Regions from separate parts of the Mus musculus genome. Here regions 1, 2, 4, 5, 6 and 7 are each linked to region 3. A link is a contact called in public promoter capture Hi-C data. All regions are on one chromosome and are shown on one strand. The core of a region is the stretch at or near the end of the contact, and the rest is flanking DNA. Distances in the headings are between cores, read along the strand shown. Region 1 holds the start of Esrra (estrogen related receptor, alpha). Region 2 holds the start of Vps37c (vacuolar protein sorting 37C). Region 3 holds the start of Snhg1 (small nucleolar RNA host gene 1). Region 4 holds the start of Tkfc (triokinase, FMN cyclase). Region 5 holds the start of Fermt3 (fermitin family member 3). Region 6 holds the start of Tmem216 (transmembrane protein 216). Region 7 holds the start of Tmem138 (transmembrane protein 138).

Region 1 (2,910 bases), core at 328-2,827, 1.8 Mb after region 3:
TCTTGTTGCTTTTCCAGCTGCCTCTGCCTCTGATGGAGCTCATGGAGACTGAAGTTCTGGATATTCTCAAAAAAGCCCTCATCAGTGAGCACTCCACCCCCACCCCCACCCCAGCTTCCACAAAAGATCCTGGTGGCTTTGGCAGGGCTTGGGGCTGTGGAGTTTCAGGATATGTAGTCTTGTCAGATCCCCTTAGCACTCACAAGGATGCCCTAAAAATTAAAAGTCAAGAGAGTAGGCACAGGCCGACTCAATGGAGTGAGTGACTCAGAGGACTTAAAATAAGCCCCTTTCTAGCAAGTCTGTTTTCTCTGCTTGTTCAGTGGAGTGACAGCCTTTGGGTAGCTTTGCTTCACTCCCAGGTGTGGGAGCTGTGACACATCGGGATTTTTTTTGGGTAAATGTACTGGATATTGGATTATCTGCGTAACCTTCTGCTCATGGTATATGAGCACATAGAGGGAAGAAAGGGCCAGATAACTAGTTAGAGTGAGCGGCTCAGGAGGAGGTTGGGTCTCACTGCCTCTGTTCAGGCTTGCAGCAACTTCTTCAGCCTTCTTCCCCTCCATTCTTCACATCGCACCTAGGAGACCCAAAATTCCCCAAACTAACACAGATCCAAATCCAGCACTAAATGCCACCTCAAATCACCTGTGGTTCCTCAAATGGGGGAAGCCCTTTGCTGCTGTTCATGGCCCTGAGCTCAGCTCTTCCCTCTCCCTAGCATATAGGTCCACGATTGGCAGGAACCACTTCATGACTAAAGAGCTGCAGGGATACATCGAAGGGATCAGGAAGCGCAGGAACAAGAGGCTGTACTTTTTGGATCAGTGAACCTCCAGCTCAAGTGGCCGACGAGACGTCCGCTCCGTGTCCTTTCCGGTCCCTCGAACCCAAGCTCAACCTCATCTGCATGGAATTTGAATCCTAGAGAAATTAAAGAGTCTATGCATGGTCCCAGAGTCAGTGCGTGGCTGCTTGCGTGAGGCGGACGCACGTGGCCCCGCCTTTCCCCGTGACCTTCATTCGGTCACCGCAGTGACCTTGAGTTTTGTCCGCTCGTGTCTCACCTCTGCCTTTGAGGAACTCGCAAACCAGGGCTACTTGCATGTTTTAGGTCTGCTTCTCCACTTGAGGGTCCTCAGGGGTGCTGATCTACCAAATCTGTCAAGTGTCCCATCAACATAATGGGGTGGGGTGGGGAGCAGCACCCTGTTAGGCCCCACCCCTTATGCATATGCAGTTACATAAACCCGCCTTTCATTTACATACACGTTCAACGCCCTCACAGAGTGAGTTCACTGAACAGCTACGCCCACTCTTATAAGGCAGAGCACCGCCCTCCTTCGTGATGCAAGGGTGCTCCGGCTTCTCTCCCGCACCAGTTCCTAGTCTTCGCTCCTCCCCTAGGTTCAGGCCCCGCCCACAGGAGGCCGCGCACGCGTGTGTATCGACAAGGCCTGCCCGCTGTCCTCCGGGTACGCAGGCGCCGCCGCCTCCCTCGGATATTAGCATAGGGCACCTGGCCCCACCCCCTGTTTTGCATGCGCAGGCCGGCCCCGCCTCCGCTGTCAGCTGGAGGAAGCGGAGTAGGAAGCAGCCGCGATGTCCTTTTGTGTCCTACAAGCAGCCAGCGGCGCCGCCGAGTGAGGGGGGACGCAGCGCGGCGGGGCGGTGCGGCCGGAGGAGGCGGCCCCCGCTCACCCCGGCGCTCCGGGCCGCTCGGCCCCCATGCCTGCCCGCCAGCCCTGCCGGAGCCCAAGGTCCGGGGGCGGAGGGGAAGGCGGCCGCGGGGGTGGGCGGGCGCGGCGGGGGCCATGTGCAAGCGCGGGCGGGGGGCGGGCTGCGGGCGGGGTCGCGCCTGGTGCGTCGGCCGGGTCAGGACTGGCTTCAGGTCCTGGCCTCCAGTTAGCCTCGGGCCTTGGAGCGAGTCCCCGGGCAGCGTTCAGATCGATCCTTGAGCATTGCGGGAGTCCTCGGGGTGGGCTGGAATTGAAAGGGTCCCTTGAGGCCACGTGGGGGCGCTTGCAGGGGCTTTGGGCCACCCTCCTCTCTGGGTCATAGGTCATCGTAGCGCGAGGGAGAACTTCTTCCTTGTCGCCTCTTCTTACTTCCTGATAACCTGATAGAAGTCCCCCGCGGGCAATGGGGGGAGGGGAGATTAGTAACTTCAGGCAACTTCCCATAGGTGTGCGCAGGTTAATGGGGGGTGGGGGGCGGCCCTGGAGGTCGCGAGAGGTGGTGAACTCTGCGGTAGCTGGAGTGTAAGAATGAACCTTGCAGGTTTGGGGTGCAAAAGAGGTGGAGCCGCGCCCTGCACGGCGTGGCTGGACTGGGCTTGCTAAAGCTGGAGGGGGTGGCGTGTCAGAGGTGAGAGACTCCCTTACAAGAGTGTGGTGAGGGATTAGAAGACTTGAGTGTGAGTTTGCTTATTGAGTGTGCTCTTTTGCTGGGAGTATGTGAGAACTTGGGACTGGTTAAAGGCCATGTGTGAGTGGAAGGTTCCCAGGAGAGTGTGAGCATGTGTGGACATGTGGAAACTCCTGAGAGAGTGGCCATATCCTTTGCCTCCGCCCCCCTTGGCCCCCCTTAGCCCCCTCCCGGTTCCTCAGTATGCTCTTGAATACTTGAGAGTACCTCCTGGAGTACATCTGGAGAAAACTGAGGAGAGGATCATGCTTATGCTCGGGGTTGAGAGTTGCCTGCAGGTTGAGGTTAGCCTGCTTCCTGGCTTGGGTGGGAGCTAGACTTGCCAAGCCGCTCCCAGGTTCCCAAGAGGAAGACCTGCTGTCAGTTACTGGCCTCAGAGGCTCTGGAGACTCTGTTCCCATGGCGACAGCTGGGGGCCCTCTTCATGGGCAGCCCTTCCTTGGACTCTGCCTCCTCCTTCTCCTTGGCTGAGCCTGGAAG
Region 2 (2,700 bases), core at 8-2,507, 2.0 Mb before region 3:
GATTTCCAAGACAATCTTACGAAAAAGGCTTTTTTTTTTTTCTGGGCACTATGACTGCCAAGAACAAAGACTCATTTCAGAGTCCACCATTTCACCCAGCAGCCCTCAGTTCCACAATCCCCAGATCAGGGCCCTCCCTGGGCCCCAAGCAAAGAAGAGTCTTTCCCTTCTAAGTCCCTCTATCACCACCATTTCTAGCTGCAGGACTGACAGTCACTGAATGTGGAGTGGCACGCTATTGGTAGAGACACCTGGAAAATATGCAGGGAGCGATGAAGGAGCCCTGGTATCCGTGAAGTTTCTTGGCTCAAGGTGGCTAGCCCAAATCTGATTGACAAGGTATAGGCTGGACTCAAGAAATGTGACCCTGATGATAGTCCACTCTACCAGTAACTCAAACACATCTCTGGGAATGTCTTGGCCCACCAAAAAAAAGTGAAAGAACACCCCTAAACGGCTGTGAGGGGAGAAACAAAGCAGAACCAGGCACATGCTGGGACCATACACCTGGAAGGCCCAGAAGTAAGGATGGCTCAGCCATGCTGGACAGTTCAAGTCGGGGTCCAGAAGAAAGGGGAAGAACCCTTACCTATTGCTAACCTGGGGAATGATACAGGCCAGCAAGACAAAGGCCAGAGTCCCTCTAACTCCACTATATCGCAGGGGCAAGTCAGAATACACACAGGCCTCAGTTTCCCAATCCGTACAAGGGGCAAAGAGGCTCTTAATGACACAAAGGCCACAAGGTACTCCTACAGAGGGTGAAGGGTTGCGTGGCGTTAGCGGATAGGTGGGAGGGGGCGGGGCTGAGGCGACCGGCGAGGACAGCCTCCCACCGTCCATCCCTCCCACCCCACTGCAGGGGCGCAGGCCCGCGGGGAGTCACGCGCCCATCGCGCCCAATCGCCGGCTTCGGCCAGGAAACCCATCTCTGAGTTCGCCGGCAACGCCCCCGGCACGGTAGGCCGCTGCCCGCCGCCGCCCGAGACCTTCCCCAGCGGCGCTCACCTACCGGGGCCGCCGCTACCGCGGGCAATCAGCCGCTGCCCGCACTTCCGGGATCCACGAGCCCCGCCTCTACCGGATGTGACTTACTCCCGCGTCCAGCTGAGAACGAGCCGCACTGCCCCTCCGCCGCGCCCCGAGTGTCCTGCCTTGTAGGCCTAGGGGTGGCCACGATACCTGCACTCAGACGCTGGTGGCTTCAGGCGCCACACCCGCGGAAGGCCACTCGGCCCCGCCCGCGCGGGGGAAGGCACCACCCCTAGCCCCGCCCCCGCCGTAGGACTCCGCCCATTGCGAGTACGCCTGCGCAGACTTGCAGGCGTCCCTTCGTTTGCTCTGAATATCCTGAGACAAGCGTGGAACTTCCAAAGGGAGGCTCCAGATGGGCTCTTATTGCACCACGGTATCCCCGGCCTGCTGCGCACACTCCTTTTTATAGTTTGGCCTCAGGACTAGAATGGCTGCGGTCCTGAGTCCCCTTCAGACACTGCTAACAGCTCTGAGCTTTCCTAAAAAATCACCCTTTGTCAGGACCGTAGATTGCTCTTACTCGTCTGTAGATGAGTGTGTAAGCGTCAGACTTGATCCATCCTCACTCGCCCAGAGTGACAAGCCTCAGGAAGGGATGGAAACAAACCAGCCCTGAGAGGTGAACGCCATTCCACTTTGGCTGCAGTGGTTAGATTAGCTTCCAGCCTAAGAAAACCCTGCCACCCTTTGTTATACATTAGAACTTTTGTTGCTAGTGGCAGAGACCAGCACAAATTGGCCTCTTCAAAATGGTAATTGCTGGGTCATACAACGAGAAGTCCAAAGGCCCTAAGTGATACCAGGCTCAGTGTCAGAGGCCTCCACCTTCACTTGACTCTGACTTCTGTCCACCCAAAATGGATCTCACCTCAAAGAGAAGGAGAGAGCCAAGAAAGAGTGACCATGACATGGGACACAGGTTCAGGTTGCCTTAAATAACATGTTCCAATGTAAAAGTGCTTTTGTGAAGTCTGTACAGTAACAGAATAAGGCTACCCCAAGGCATTTTACAAATACATTGCTGGGACCATCAGGCCAGTGGGTAATGAGAAATTAGGGAAAATCTCTGTTTGGGTCTGAGGTGCTATTTGATTACATTTTAGCTTTGGGGTCTGCTGAGTTAGTGCATCCCAAAAGGTTTACCCGATAATCACATTGATATGAGGTAAGGCACAGAAGTGAGCAACATTTATTAAGGAGAATAACAATAATTATCAGTTAATTGGACCCTGTAACATCCCAGCTTTCCACAATCAAGAAGTTCTAATCAGTCAACAGAGTTGCAATTTTATTTATTTATTTATTTATTTATTTTTGAGGGGGGACTTCCATCTTGTAAGTTTCTCTTTTGGGTCATCGAATTTCATCAAGATCTCCCACTTTTTCTATTTCATATTCTAGATCTAAAATGATCATCATTGTCCCCATTGGTCAGAACTCCCTCCCCTTTACTACCTCATGGGGTCCCTGGGTACTCAGGTCTCAAGTCCCCTGTGCTGTCCTAGAACTCTCAAAGTAGTCAAGAGTAAGCTCTCACCTCTACCTGGCAAGTGCACAGTGTTATGCTGTGCTGGAGACACAACCCAGGCCCTGCACACACACACTCTCCCCTACCTCTAGCACAGCTACTACAAAAGGAATCAGGACAGACGACAGCTGTGCCTG
Region 3 (2,752 bases), core at 49-2,548:
TGCTTCAATGTCTGTCTTGACTATTTTCCCTAGGGAAACCCTAAGCTCTACTTGGACAATTACCTGCACTCATCCTGGGAGGTAGCTCGAACTCTTCATGTTGTCACAGCACCCTGGAAACAGAGAAACAATGTCATTTTTAAATGTAATCACAGCCACCTCAGCACCTTCTTTCTTCAGCCCATTTCAGTAGTAAGATGACATCATTGCAACTCAGCCATATGCTTGTCATTTACATTGTTCATCATTAAGTGGCCATCTAAATATGTTCCCTAAGGAAGCACCAACCATCAATACCTACCTGACTACAAGCAAAACGTGTTATTTGTAAAATTGAACAGGCCTGGCTCCAAAGTGTAAAGGGCTTTGAGATGAACCACATCTAGAACAGAAAAAAAAAACCCCAAACTTCAATAAAAGACTTTATGCCAAACAATCCAAATACCTGCCACAGATTGTGCTACTCAGAGAATTTTTGTTTTCTCCACTAAACCATCAGAAAGAGAGAGTTCAGTTTTCATATCATCCCCGTAGCACACACACAACTTATACTCAACAACCAAAAAAATCTGGTAAAACCATTAACACTACTTACTCTGAAAAGAGAGCGTACACCCATCCTTTTGTAAGGTGGCACCTCAAACCTGTAGAGAAGTTAGCATCGGGTTACTTCTACACCAAGAAATCTCTAAAGGATGAGAAGGCTGTGATGTAGGGCCAGCCTCCTCAGAGTTACTTATCCTCACAGATATATCAGTACAGGTCTGTGAAAAGGTCCTCATCATAGGGGGTGGCCTTGCACTGCCGCCACCATTTTGTCCTTCACAAAATCCTGTCATCTTTAGGTCTTGAATGCCCTAACATGGTCTCCCCGCTAAGACTACGGAACAGATTACCAAAGTCCACATTTATTAACGCTGCCCACGAGGGTCTTTTAAATCACCAGAAATAAACATTACGTAAGAAAATACAGGCGGCGGTTCACAACAGTGACAGATAGGTGTTTGTGATAAAAGCCAGCCGCAGTTATAGGAAAGCTGATTAAGAGAAAGACAAGAGCCAGGCGTGGTGGCGCACGACTTTAATCGCAGCACTCGGGTGGCAGAGGCAGGCGGATTTTAGTTCGAGGCCACCCTGGTCTATAAAGTGAGTTTCAGCAGGACAGCCAGGACTATACAGAGAAACCCTGTCTCGAAAAACCAAAAAAAAAAAAAAAAAGAGAAAGACAAGAAAAAAACAAAGTGAAAACTACAGCACATAAAGACGTAGAGTACTTACCCCGAACAAGGAAAAATGAGGCCGACAAGAACAACGTGTGGCCTATAAATAGCATCTCGCAAAGGCCCACGGGATTTGGAGGTGGGACTAGGACTCACGCAGGCGCTAAGGTAAGCGGTGTGCGAGCCGGAGGAATTGTGGGTAGAGGAATCCGCCCAAAGGGGCGTGCGGAGAGCTCCGCCTCTGATTTTGCAGCGCGAAAAAGAGGCGCAGGCGCTTTAGGGGAGTGCGACGCTACGCCTTTGGCGCTGCGGCTAGGCGGTTCTTACTCACTGCGGGTAAAACGTCATCGCTGGAGATTTTGGTTCGCGACCCATACAGCTCGACTGTCTGGGTCACAACTACCAATATCCATACGTTGAGGCGATTTCTCACCCTCACTCACGCTAAGCCGCGTGTTGATCCATCTCTATGGATCCTGAACCTACTGAACACTCCACCGACGGTGTCTCGGTTCCCCGCCAGCCGCCCAGCGCGCAGACGGGGCTTGATGTCCAGGTTGTCAGCGCAGCGGGCGACTCAGGTACTGGGCCCTGGGCTGAGCTCGGTTGGATTTTCGCTTCCTTGCATGAAGCCTTTTAGGGAAACCCAGTCGGGACTAGAAGCCCTACGTCATTCTGGAGACCGATTTTTGTGTTTTGCTTCCTGGTCTATTTTCGCCATGTTCTTGGCCCGGATTGAATGAAGTAGGGCCAGCATTTAGATGTCATTTATGGAGCATGTTGCATGTTTTGTTTTTAGCAGTGCTATAGATTAAAGCTGCTGCTATGTGCATGTGTAGATAAGTGCTATACTACTGAGGCTGACAATTCTCCACACAACTGGGCTTACCGTTTAAAGCACCCAATATGAGTTAATATTCCACACTCCTAAAAGTTAGGGATAACCCTCATTTTATGCATGGGTGGTCTTAGATATAAAGAGCTCTGGGGGGAACAATCATTAGAATTTACCAGTTTTCTAAGTCGCAGCTATAGACTGGTTATTGAGAGTGTGCAGTAGCATTATAGTCATATGCATATAGCAAACATCTATATGCAGAAGCTTGCCTTTCGAACAATTATCATTACTCTCATACTAATTGCTCTTCTGCATGACCTCACTTAATAATCCAAGTTGGAAGGTGGTAAGGTACAGTTATGGGTGAGAAGCTCGGGTCCCAGAGAGGTTAAGTCATTTGCTGACTGTTACCCAGATAAACAGTATCAGATCCAAGGTATAAATCCAGGCAGCCTGATTTCAAAATCAGCACTTGCAGAAGACCCTGGTTCAATTCCCAGCTAGTAGCCATCTGCAGTTCCAGTTCCAAGGGATCCAGTACCCACTTCTGGCCTCCATGGGCACCTGACACACACGTGGTACATACACATCTAAAGTTTAATTAAGAAAAAATAATGCTGGGCATGTTGATTCATGCCTTTAGTCCCGCCCTAGGGATGCAGGCTCAGGAGGAGTTTGAGGAGCTCAGCGGCTC
Region 4 (2,711 bases), core at 87-2,586, 1.9 Mb before region 3:
TCCGCCCCTGAGACACGTTGCAGGCCAGAGAGGCCAGGCGCAGAGGATCACGGGACGGCCTCACCTGGCCTCTTGGAGGACTTACGGAGCCCGAGGCGGCCAACCAAGCGAGGCCCCGCCCCCTGAGGTCCCGCCTTCTCCTAACCGCCAGAGGTCGCAGTACCCGGATGAGAGCGAGAGTACCGGTACGCAGGCAGAACTGGCCTCCTCTTTGGTCTGCTACGCCCTAAGTGGCCGCCTGCTGGCTTCCCAGCCCAGATCCGCGCCCCTTCCTCAGATTCTGCCTCCTTCCTTCCTCCATAGCTCCAGGCGTCCTCGGGGTTTTCCCTCTTTTAAAACAGGAAGGGCTGCGGAGGACTAGACTGGGGATAAGAGGTGACCATCTGTGCACATCCCAGAGTAGAATCGTGCTTTCCTTTGCTTAATTCTTCGAGCTCCTCCTGATCCCTCGAATGCCCTCAACTGACTTTAGAACAATCATCCCAGCCTCACACATCACCTGGGGGTGTGTTTGCTCACCTCTTTTAATTTCTCCAGAAACGAAAGGACTCTCCACTAAATTACTTGATAGCACTATTAGTGCCTCTACTGCGATACAAATTCTAAGCTCAAATACAACGCAGGAATTTCACAGGAAGAGCCTAAACACCCAGGTGACTAGTGCAATCAGCCCCGCAGATGCAGGTCCCAGGCTTCATCAGACAGCCTCCATGTCCCCAACCCCAAAGGAGGAGCAGCAGAAGCCTAGTCCTGAAGCATCTCCAGAATGCCGGAGGAGGAGAGCTAACTCCCTATTTTACAAATGAGGCAGAGATCAGTGTAGCTAGGTTTGAACCAGGTGGAACTGAAGATGATTTGTACCTCCCCAGCTGGCACTCGACTTGACTCTGGGAAACTGGTTGACTAAGGGGAAACATTAGGCTTTGTAGCAAGACTAGACATGGGCTCAAGTCCTAACTCTCAGCAACACAATCTTAGACAACTCACTAGAGCTTTCAGTCTGTGTTCCAGAAGTAAAATAGGATCACAGAGCTGACTCACTACTAGTGTGGCCAGCCAGAAAGGTAAAGGTCTTTGTACATTTTCTCCTTCCCAGCTTTAAGCTGGACATGATTCCAAACACTGCCTTCTGGCTAAGTGGGGGTGTGAACTTTGGTCAGTCCCCACGCTCCTCTCCATTCCTAGCCCACGAACTAGAGTTTGGACTTGGATCAAAGTCTGAGGCAGCTCCCTAATTCTTAAGGCACAGGCACGGGAGGCATGACATTGCCAATCGGCTGCCCATACCTTCAGCAACTCAAGTCCTTTCCACTCCTGCAGGTGCTGCTGTCTCTACTTCAGACCTGGTAGCAGTCAGGACCGTCCACCCGGCGGCATCTCAGAGCAGAAGTGTGAGCTCAGCTTGTTTCAGAACTTTCCCACCATGGTGAGTCCTGTGGGAGCCACAATAGAGGGACGACCATGGGGAACCCCACTCTGGACACCCGGACTCTCTCTAGTCCCCATCTGAGACGATGCTGCCTCTTGGGGTTCAGAAGACAAGAATTTCATTTTGTATCTCCAGCTTAATCCCCGTTCCCTTTCCTGTGGGCGGGGCACTGGGCCAAGCCAGGTCTGAGGTTAACCTGAGGCACCCTGAAACCCCTATGGCTAGGATCTCAGGCACGCATTTAGATCAGAACAACAAGTTACTTGCTGTGTGATAAGTCACTTTGCTAGTCAAGGAGGGAACCTGGAGGAATGATCGGGCCCTTGTTCCTCAGCCTGGGCATGTGTGGGCTGCTCCCAGAGCAGGGAACTGCAATGTGGGAGGCTCTCAGTGTCCCCGGGGTTTGCTTTAAAACTGATCTTGAACAGATCTGGGCTCGATTTCAGCCTCGTGCCCATCACTGTGTTACTACTATGCCAAAGGCTTCACTTCTCCGGGTCTCTCCTCTCGCCAACCTCATCTGCAGTATGGCAGACTAAGACCTGCTAGCACATGGCCTGGCCGCACAGTGTTGATCAGACTAGAATCCTAGTGGCCTAGTCTGTACCTCCCCTTTCTTGCCTTTCCTTTCCCTTGTGTTACTGGGAAACAGGCATGGCTCTGGTGCAGGAATGATTGGGAATCTCTTGGAGGGAGACTCAGTGATCCCTCTTTCCCCACCCTGTGCCTGTGACTTCAGCCACTTGGGAAAACAGCATGTGGCTGGGATGAACCTGGAGGGTCTAGGCACTGGCTGGCTGTGTGACTTTGTGCACAGTCATTTGTTGTGCTTCAGTTTTCTGCTGTTTGTACTAATCTTACCTCCAAAGGGTTATTGGGGAAATTAAATTAGACATATTCATACTTAGAAATGGGTCTGGCTCTTAGTGCGTAAGAAATGGAGCTCATTTTATTCTGCTTGTTGTCTGTTGACCTAGGCCACTCTCGTCATCCTTAAGTAGGTGTTATGGCCTTGGCCCTTGTTAAATGAAGGAAAGCCTGGCAGGAAGACATCAGCGCTTCATTTTGCATAAAGGCTCAGAAAAAAGAGGCAGGAAGTGTGTTTTGCGGAGACCTGGGTCAGGCTGCGATCACTAGGTGGCGCCAGCAGTCTCTTCTGGATCCACTTTGAGGCTCGCTCTTCCTGCCTCCTGAGGACAAAGGCTGCTGGCTACATCCCATCCCGGAACAGTTATTTAGCTAGCTCCAGCTTTTCAAAGCCTGTTCACAAAAGGGGCTATGG
Region 5 (2,700 bases), core at 30-2,529, 1.7 Mb after region 3:
ACGTCCCTCCTCAATAAAGAAGCCAGTCAGGCGTGGTTATATGTTGCTACGGTCTCCAGTGACTTTCTTCTCTTAAGACACAGTAGTGCTGAATTGGAAGCCAACACAAAGCCTTTTCTTGATGGCCTTGAAAGAAAGGTCGCTGAAGAGTGAGCTGTTTGCTTTGTCAGGGTGGCCACTAGGTGGAAGTGTCGCTCAACAACTGATGACCTACCTGCATTCTGATCAGCTTTGGGTTGATGTTCTGTGCAGTGCAGTCTTAGAGTGAACCTGCTAGGTCAACACTAGAACCTAACCTAGACTCAAGGTGGGTCAGAAAGCAGGCCTGAGACTAATACTGACAACAGCTCCTGCTGCTCCAATCCTGAGCTCCACACCACTATCTTCCTCCCACACTGTGACCAACACTGAACTTCCTCATTTGCTCCCAAAAGACTGCTTCCTGGGCTAGCAAGATGCTGAGTCCAGCACCAGGCTGTACTATGTCTTACGTTAGCCTAAACTAGCTTCCTGTCCCAACCCCAGGACTCCTCAGAGCAGCCTCTCCTAGTCACACTTAAAAAGCCTTACCTTGGGAGGAGAGGTTGGCACATACCCTTAATCCCAGCACTTGGGGCAGAGCAGGCAGATCTCTGAGTTCAAGGCCAGCCTGGTCTGCAGAGTGAGTTCTGGGACAGCCAAGGCTACACAGAAACCCTTTCTGAAAAAAGAAAAAACCACGTCCATTAATGGTAGGCTGCTGCCCTGAAAAGTCTACGTTCCTGCTCAGTTCCTTAGAGCAATTTGCATCCCAGTGCCTGGCATGGACATGAGGCTGTTGGACCACCAGAACCCTCTAAAGAGACGGGATAAAGGGTCCTGGAGGAAATCACATTGAGGTTTTATGAGGCAGAGAGGCTCTAGCATGTCACTGGACAGATTTAAGGCTGGTAGGTTTGGAAACAAGTCCTGTTTAAAGGTGGGAAGGACTTCACTGCTGACTGTAGACAGTCCCACTAAGAGCAGGCTGGAGCCGGGCAGTGGTGGCGCACCCAGCACCACCAGGGCCAGGTGGATTTCTGAGTTCGAGGCCAGCCTTGTCTACAGAGTGAGTTCCAAGACAGCCAGGGCTATACAGAGAAACCCTGTCTTGAACAACAACAAAAAATAATAATAAAAGAAAAAAGCAGGCTGGAGGTGCAACCAGTAGATGCCTGGGGGTGGGGTAAAGAGAACTTTGTGGTGTCACCCCAGCACTGTTCTTCCCTCATTTCCTGTGGTAACAAAAGCAAGGGCCCCGTGGAGCCCTCTGCGTGCTGGCAGTGTGCTTCCTGTACCCAGCAACAGCCCGCCCTGGGGAGGGACTAGTACAACTTTCATGATAAGGCCACTACAGGCTGACCTCTGAAGGAAGCAACTGAGCAGGACCAGGCCAGACCAGGGTAACAGGTGTCCCACTGCCACCTGCAGCTGCAGCCCGTTGCAGGCTAGGTAAGTGAAAGACCCAGGAGGACTCACTTGTCCCCTGCTCCGCCATTCTGTGCAGAGCAGCCACACTTGCCACCACCCTAGAGGCTTGGGTTAGAGTACTGGCTGTGAGCTGTGGGCCAGGACTTGTTTCTGAGATAGGTGGGCCTGGCAGAACTGTGAGTAGGAGAGTTGACCTGTTCTGGTACCTAGCAGGGTACTTTACAATGAGTATTGGGCCTTGGTGTCCCCACCTGTGAAACCTGAATTGGCAGGACAACGTGGACTCTAAGGAACTGTCTCTTCAGCCCAAACACTTAGGATAGTAAGAGGGTTTTATATTGACTGGATCACAGTAGCTCTCTGTACCAGTGTCCCCAAAGCCTACCCACCTACCCAGGGTACCCTAGGACTCCTGCTTATTTCTAGGCAGCCCACTGTCTACTCACCTTGTCTCAGCAGAAACAGCCGCAGCCATGGCGGGTATGAAGACAGCCTCCGGGGACTATATCGACTCTTCCTGGGAGCTGAGGGTGTTTGTGGGCGAGGAGGACCCTGAGGCCCAGTCTGTCACACTCCGAGTCACGGGGGAGTCGCACATTGGTGGGGTACTTCTGAAGATCGTGGAGGAAATCAGTGAGTCCCCGTGACCCTATGTATCCAGTCATGACAGCTCTCCCTGGCTTTTCTAGGCCATTCTCGCCTCTACTCATAACCTTGTCACAGTGACTCAGGCAACAGTCTTTAATTATTTGGTTCCAAAGAAGGTATTTCTTCAACTTCCCCTCTCCATACTTCCTCCAGCTCCTACTGGTTCTGTCTAGTCTCCAAGAGACAGACAACATGGTCCCCTGTGTGTCTTGCCTGTGCCGAGGCTTATTATGTTCCTGAGGGATGGCTAGGAGGTTCCTGGGGACCTGGCACCTACTCTCCTAAATTTCCTCCCCAGCAAACCACTTGGCAGGCTGCTGACAGTGGGTGAGAGGCCCTGCCCCCACAGGAAGTTACGGCAGAGTAGGCTAGGGCGATATCAGTCACCCAGAAGGCCCCATGAGGCTTCTCATCAACTTTACCAGCAGAGAATGAGAGTTATCACTTCCTGGGAGGATGGCAGGAAAGCCCCGATAGTCAGAGCCGGAAGACATCCCACCATGAGCTCCCGATAGTCAGAGCCGGAAGACATCCCACCATGAGCTCCCGATAGCCAGAGACAGAAGGCATCTCACCATGAGTGTGGGTCCTAGGCCTCTGGAA
Region 6 (3,035 bases), core at 420-2,919, 1.8 Mb before region 3:
TTTATTTATTTATGTATGTGAGTACACTGTAGCTGTCTTCAGACACACCAGAAGAGGCCATCAGATCCTATCACAGATAGTTGTGAGCCACCATGTGGTTTCTGGGAATTGAACTCAGGACCTCAGGAAGAGCAGTCAGTGCTCTTAACCACTGAGCCGTCTCTCCAGCCTGGGGCTGAGTTTTATTTGTGGCTTACTAAAGAAAAGTGTGTAAGAGCACGGCTATAGATAAAGCCCAGTGGGGAGTGTTTGCTTAGCAGCCCCAAGCTTTGGGTTAGACCCCAGAGGGCAGGAGACCCAGCTGCATATTCTAAGGTTCCTGCAGGTTACTGACTTAGTCTGTGTCCACTTTTGGTACCTATGCTGTTGTGGCATCCTGACATGAAACAGCATCATTTTCTTAACCAACCAGGTGATATTAAGGCTATAGATTATATCATCTCTGTTGACAATGGGTAAACTTTTCACTGTAGCATGAGAACTATATGTGTATACAATATCAAAATGTTTAGGCAGAGTGATTTAAGACCCATAATTTACAAAAACAAGCAACTGGTCCACCCTCCTTTCCTCTGAGACTCAGAGCAGGGGTGTGTATGAAGGTAGTTCAGATGGGGTGCAGGGACCAGGGCTTTCTCCATCACCTCACCTTGCCGTGGTCCTTTAGTGGGAACTTAGAATTCCATTTAAGACCTGCCAGAACATTGTGACACCCACTTGAAACCCCTGTACTGGACGGGAAGCAGAGGCAGGAGAATTTGAGGCCTGCCTAGCCTACATAGGAGACCTGTCTAGCCAAACTAAACCAGACCTGAATAAGGCAGTGGAAGGCACAAGCAGAAGTGAAGGAGGAAGGAGAGCAGAGGTGGAGGTGGGGAGTGATGGAGGGAGGCTTCTACTTAAATTATTCTCCCGGAGTGAGGACCTGCTTTGAGAAGCAACAATTACTGCCTTTATCCACACTCCTACTAGGTAGGGAAATAGCACTTTCATTACAGGTTACTTACTCTCTCCCGTTATTTGTTGACTGACTGCCATACTCTAAGGGCTGACAGCTGGAGTCTTTTCAGAAATCTTACTCTTTCACCCCCTGCCTGCAACAACACGCTCTTGCTTCAAATTGCGGCCAGGGTTCGTTCATAGCGCAAGCTTGTTGGAAACATTTCTCAATTTCCAACTGGCCAGACGCTGTCTCCTTTCAACACCCTTGCACTCTTTGGGTCGCAGGAGAATCTCATTATAGCACCGCTGTTTTCCCTTGTACTCCTAGAAAGGACATTCTATCTTCAACGGTTTTGGTGTTTACATAGGCTCCAGGTAAGCCTTTTGCACGACAGTGGCATGGGGTGTTTTTAAAAAAAACACATGCAGTAGAAAAGAGAATGGTGGGCGCAGGGCCGATCCTCCAACTACTCGGCCACACCGGGCCACTAACGACCTACGCCATGACGCCGGGGATGGAGAGAGTTCAGCTGGAGAAGTGTTCTGGTCTCTCTGCCGTCGTTTAAAACCCCATCCTCCCCCTAGACCACTGTAGGTGGTTGACGGCTGGCGCTGTTCTGTGCATGGGCGCGGCCGGTGGGGTAACCATAGAGTAGCACCGGCAGGCAGAGCGGCCAGAAGACCGGGCGGCTCGGTGCCGCGCTTCCGGCAGCGCCGCATTGCTCCGGGCGCTGCAGTGTACGCAGTTTCCATGGGGACTGAACATGGCGCCGCGAGGTGAGACTCTGGAGGTGTGTGTCTCTGCCCCTTATCCCACGGGTACCTGCCAGCCCCCTCCACCTCTCTGTCTCCAGAGCTCGACCTAATCCTCCATTTCTAAAAGTCGGGGTCTTACTCTTCACTTGTCTAAATCGGGCTTGGGTTGTTCTGATCACCCCGAGTGCCTGCATGGGTACTCGAATACCGTACTCTTAAAAATCCCCGGCTGGCCCTATTCTGGGATGGCTCAGTTATGAATCCTCCCGCCTTGGACAGAATTAGTTTCTGTGCCTCAATTTCCCCCTCAGAAGTGACAGGGTTGAATATTTGAGGTGCCTCTCAGCTGTGATTATAGCTGAATTGTCAGAGAAGTAGATGTCAAAGTGATTCCTGAGAAAGGAGATTGAAGGCAGTTCCTGCCACACCAACACTCACGTCATTAGCAATCAGAAGTTTCTCCCTCATTCACAATAATCTTGTGATTTCTCCGGATTACAAAGAACCTTCACACAGAACAGAGTAGAGCTCTAGCTGCCCTGCCCATTCTTTGTTTTGCTTTCTTTCAGATAAAAGATTGTCCTCAACCCCCCTGGAAGTCCTGTTCTTTCTGAATGGGTGGTACTATGCTACCTATTTCCTGCTGGAGCTCCTTATTTTCCTGTACAAAGGTAAGCCTGGGCCTATCTGCCTCTGCCCCAGCAACCCTTTTCCACTTTAGCATACTCCAAGAACCTTCTATCTTCTGGTCCTAGCGGCATCTCCATTGCAAGGCAGAAGTCTCTCCAACTAATGGCTTTAGAATGATCAAATAGGATGTCTTTCAGCAAGACTTGAGTTTGAGAAATGTGGGTTTCTCCATCCCAACTCTTTCCCCATCTCTCTTTACTAAAATATTCAGATCTGTGTACCATTATAATTCAGTCATTTGGCAGAGTCAGGACTTGGAAACTTAAAGCCTGTAGCTGTAACAATCTATACCTTGCTGATTTGTGAGATGTTAAGACTGGTTGGTATCCTTGTCCCGGGTTTGTGGCCGTCCATCCTTGTGGGGCCGTGGGGCTGACCGTTAGCTAGGTGGTGTGTGCATACTCTGGCTTTCCCTCCTGTAGGGCTCCTGTTGCCGTACCCAACAGCCAACTTAGTCCTGGATGTGGTGATGCTGCTGCTCTATCTTGGCATTGAAGTCATACGATTGTTTTTCGGTGAGTGTTGTTCAGAAAATATTTCCATTGCTTATGAGACATGCTGGAGCCTGTAACTTGATTAACAAGACAAAGAACCTAGGCTCACTATCAGAGTGGATCTGGTAATGTATATACCATTGCTTCTTCCCT
Region 7 (2,834 bases), core at 73-2,572, 1.9 Mb before region 3:
CAGTTTGTACTAAGACACCAGACATGCTCACCACTGCCGGGTCTCCTGTCCTTGCTTGGCTGAGCCCCATGCTCAAGGAGGGAGTCCACAGACTCTTTAGGCTGTTTGGGCTTGAAGCCTCTGTCACAACTATATTCATTCTTGGCTGGTGTAATATAAGAGTAGCCAGGAAGGGTATCTCAACAAATGAGCATGGCTGTGCCTCGTTAACACCACAGACACTGATGTCTAAGTTTTACATGATTTTCACATTTCACACAATATGATCCCTCTGCCCCAATAGTTTAAATATGTAAAAGCCACTCAGGGTTAGATGTATGGGGTGTAGTTTATCTACCTTGATTTAAGAAGTGTACCGAACCTCTATTTAATGTTTTCCTCAATTCACTGGCTAAAGGATTCTCATAGGCTGAGCTAAAACAGAATCAGTCCCTGGGTTAAGAAGTGAACCTTCCATTACTCTCAGGAAAAGGCTGTACTCCAAACACAGTTACTTTTAGAAGTTAGAGCTACAAACAAAAAGACCAAAGGGCAGAGTTAGTTGTTTCCTCCTCAAAGACGGAGGGACACTAAGAATTCTGGGGACCAGATTTAGAGTGCAAATCCTATAAACCTGCATCTTACAATTCAAAAGTACTGCAGCGCCGGGATCCAAAGAAGAGTAACTCGGTCAGGCAAATGGCAAGCCTGGTACAGGCACCCAGTTCCTGTGTTCAGTTCCCAGAACTCATTTCCAAAGGCAGCCCCTCCAAACGGCAGGACTCAGGAGTGAGTGACAAATAATATTCCACTCAGGAGTGTGAATAAAGTCCACCTTAGCACAAGTGCTCACAGACCGGTCCTTCGTCCTTCGGACAGTCAGATTTACTCCAGGTGCAAGGGGGGTATGACGGTGACTCCTTTAGTCAGGTTGGTTCTAGCAAGTCTTAGATGAGACGCCTTTTGAAAAGCGTGAGAGCCTCTACGAACACCACCTGCGGTATGGAAGGGGCACGGAAAAGTGTCCAATTCTTACGAGGAAAAATAGGCTGAACGCCGAGGTAAGACAGAGCGAAGCAAGGAAGCGGCGGAACCACCACTGGAACCCATAACCCGGCTCTCCCAGCCCGGGTTCTATCCCACCCTTAGCCACACAGTGGGACACCTTGGGGGCAGGTCTCTGGGACCCGCCGGTCAGCGAGAGCTGCCACTCCCTAGGCTCCTCTTGAACCTCGGAGAACTGACTTTCCAGCAAGTCTGCAGACCACGGCATCCGCTACAGAGGGCGCTAAGTGAGATTTTTATAGGCTCGGCCACTTCCGGGGGTGAGCTGGGGCGTCTGGGAAATGGGGTTTGCAAGCTAAGGGGCGCGTTCCTGAGCGGTCCGATTCCTAGGAGCGCTGCGTCCTATCAGCCTTGTCTCTAACCACAGACCCCGTCCAGAGACAGGTGAAATGCTGGGGTTAACAACCTCACGCTAGGGTCGGCCCTCAGCGAGGCAAGATAGAAGAACCGGTCACAGGGAGAGCCTGAGAAAGCAAAGACCCTAACATGGCGGGCAATTAGCAATCTACTTCCGGAATTTAAAGCCAGCTTCCGGAAGCCGAGCGAGTGTTCCCATGACAACCGACGTCGGTTCCTTGAGGTGCGTGTAGATGCTGGGGATCATAGAGTGGCTGGAAGTCAGAATTTTGTGTTGCTATTGCTTTTGCTATGAGTCTTTTGCCGAGGCCTTTCGGTCTGTGAGCGGATTGGGACTGGTGAGGAAAACCGTGTTAAACTGGAGGGTGCTCGACCGCGTAGCCAGAGCGAGGGGCGTTTCTGCCTAACGGATGCCCTTGGTAGAGCCTTACCAAGTGGTGCGTTTGACTCTACTCATTTGCGAGCTGGAGGAAATGACTCTATTTATGCGTCCTTGCCTATAGCCAGGGGATAATTCTTTCCTACCTTGCAGATTGTTATGAGGATTAAAGTAAATTCTCTTGGTTAACAAGATTATCATGGCGCTGGTACCTAGAGAGATATTGTGTGAAAACTCAAGCCCAGAGAAGTTACATTCATATATTTAAAGAGAGAGAGAGAGAGAGAGAGAGAGAGAGAGAGAGAAAGAAAAGAAAAGAAAACCACGGGGCTTTTCCACCGCGGAAGGTGGACGGGTTCCGGACCCCTCAGAACCTTTGCAAAATGAGGGTTATATGCACTAAAATGGCTGCTTTTCAAGTCCAGGGATCAAGTAAAGTTATAAATATGCTCCCCTCACTTGCTGCCTCAGTGTTTCTGTCATAACCTTTATAAAGTTCCTCTAGGAGAGTACTTTGTCTTCTCAACTCCTTCTGTATGTGACACTGTCCATTTCTATGAGGACATATTTCTCACCTACTTAGATAGCACTCTATAAATTATGAAATAGGCTGGTTGTATAGTGCCTCTTAGAATACCACTCTGCCACCTACCAGCTGTGGAATCTTGGTCTAATTAGTTACCTTTGCTGAGCCTCAGTTTTCTCATCTAGGAATTGAGGGAAATAAGAATTGATTTTCTACCTTATGAGGTTATTATAAGATTTTAATAACATCTGTGATTGAAACAGTTCCTAGAGTGTTGCATGAAATATATAAGGGTTTTATTTACTACCATTACTACTATTATGTGACCAGGCTGTCACTGCTCTGTAGTAACCCTAAATATTCTTGGTTAGAGTTGTGTATTTGTCAGGTGTGGGTAAATTCCTGTAGAACAGGCTCTCAGGGTTTACCCTGAGGATCAGGGCAGGAGGATCAAGAAGTTAAGATGAGCTTGGGCTACATAGCAAGATCTGGTTCCAAAAAAAAAAAAAAAAGCGCCATGCATTAAGA

What was found. Promoter capture Hi-C pulls out the DNA fragments that hold promoters and counts their contacts.
Region 1: a promoter capture Hi-C map of liver shows a contact between it and region 3, with 2.6 times the contacts expected there. A contact is called at or near these places in 2 of 39 promoter capture datasets (the C10 cell line and liver).
Region 2: a promoter capture Hi-C map of hippocampal neurons shows a contact between it and region 3, with 2.0 times the contacts expected there. A contact is called at or near these places in 3 of 39 promoter capture datasets (the 3T3-L1 cell line, cranial neural crest and hippocampal neurons), 1 of 484 Hi-C or Micro-C datasets (B cells), 1 of 130 datasets of targeted methods (astrocytes) and 1 of 9 other capture datasets (adipose tissue).
Region 4: a contact with region 3 is called in a promoter capture Hi-C map of cranial neural crest. A contact is called at or near these places in 13 of 39 promoter capture datasets (the 3T3-L1 cell line, the HPC-7 cell line, cranial neural crest and 8 more), 1 of 484 Hi-C or Micro-C datasets (uterus), 4 of 130 datasets of targeted methods (astrocytes, embryonic forebrain, embryonic midbrain and 1 more) and 3 of 9 other capture datasets (adipose tissue, liver and pancreatic islet).
Region 5: a promoter capture Hi-C map of the HPC-7 cell line shows a contact between it and region 3. A contact is called at or near these places in 6 of 39 promoter capture datasets (the 3T3-L1 cell line, the C10 cell line, the HPC-7 cell line and 2 more).
Region 6: a contact with region 3 is called in a promoter capture Hi-C map of maxillary cranial neural crest. A contact is called at or near these places in 3 of 39 promoter capture datasets (the 3T3-L1 cell line, hippocampal neurons and maxillary cranial neural crest), 1 of 130 datasets of targeted methods (astrocytes) and 1 of 9 other capture datasets (adipose tissue).
Region 7: a promoter capture Hi-C map of the HPC-7 cell line shows a contact between it and region 3, with 4 times the contacts expected there. A contact is called at or near these places in 9 of 39 promoter capture datasets (the 3T3-L1 cell line, the HPC-7 cell line, cranial neural crest and 5 more), 1 of 130 datasets of targeted methods (astrocytes) and 2 of 9 other capture datasets (adipose tissue and liver).

What each region holds. Positions count from the first base shown.
Region 1 is chr19:6,920,475-6,923,384 of GRCm38.p6, reverse strand. It overlaps Esrra (estrogen related receptor, alpha), which reads left to right and starts at 1,577. Exons shown (of 7, transcript NM_007953.2): 1 at 1,577-1,763. It overlaps Catsperz (cation channel sperm associated auxiliary subunit zeta), which reads left to right. Exons shown (of 5, transcript NM_001039494.2): 4 at 18-84; 5 at 725-959. The coding sequence ends at 834.
Region 2 is chr19:10,687,292-10,689,991 of GRCm38.p6, reverse strand. Vps37c (vacuolar protein sorting 37C) reads right to left here and starts at 1,257. Exons shown (of 5, transcript NM_181403.3): 1 at 1,013-1,257.
Region 3 is chr19:8,722,033-8,724,784 of GRCm38.p6, reverse strand. It overlaps Snhg1 (small nucleolar RNA host gene 1), which reads right to left and starts at 1,298. Exons shown (of 10, transcript NR_002896.3): 1 at 1,279-1,298; 2 at 596-644; 3 at 302-382; 4 at 64-113. It overlaps LOC115489078 (a small nucleolar RNA gene), which reads right to left and starts at 792; the gene lies at 721-792. LOC115489084 (a small nucleolar RNA gene) reads right to left here and starts at 534; the gene lies at 460-534. It overlaps LOC115489083 (a small nucleolar RNA gene), which reads right to left and starts at 253; the gene lies at 184-253. It also overlaps a transcript of Slc3a2 not described here.
Region 4 is chr19:10,602,883-10,605,593 of GRCm38.p6, reverse strand. It overlaps Tkfc (triokinase, FMN cyclase), which reads left to right and starts at 1,336. Exons shown (of 17, transcript NM_145496.1): 1 at 1,336-1,426. The coding sequence starts at 1,424. It also overlaps a transcript of Ddb1 not described here.
Region 5 is chr19:7,018,048-7,020,747 of GRCm38.p6, reverse strand. Fermt3 (fermitin family member 3) reads left to right here and starts at 1,279. Exons shown (of 15, transcript NM_153795.2): 1 at 1,279-1,470; 2 at 1,909-2,082. The coding sequence starts at 1,923. It overlaps Stip1 (stress-induced phosphoprotein 1), which reads left to right. Exons shown (of 14, transcript NM_016737.2): 14 at 1-52.
Region 6 is chr19:10,554,397-10,557,431 of GRCm38.p6, reverse strand. It overlaps Tmem216 (transmembrane protein 216), which reads left to right and starts at 1,669. Exons shown (of 5, transcript NM_001277860.1): 1 at 1,669-1,719; 2 at 2,268-2,369; 3 at 2,811-2,903. The coding sequence starts at 1,707.
Region 7 is chr19:10,575,874-10,578,707 of GRCm38.p6, reverse strand. Tmem138 (transmembrane protein 138) reads left to right here and starts at 1,322. Exons shown (of 5, transcript NM_028411.4): 1 at 1,322-1,624. Cyb561a3 (cytochrome b561 family, member A3) reads right to left here and starts at 1,551. Exons shown (of 8, transcript NM_201351.2): 1 at 625-1,551.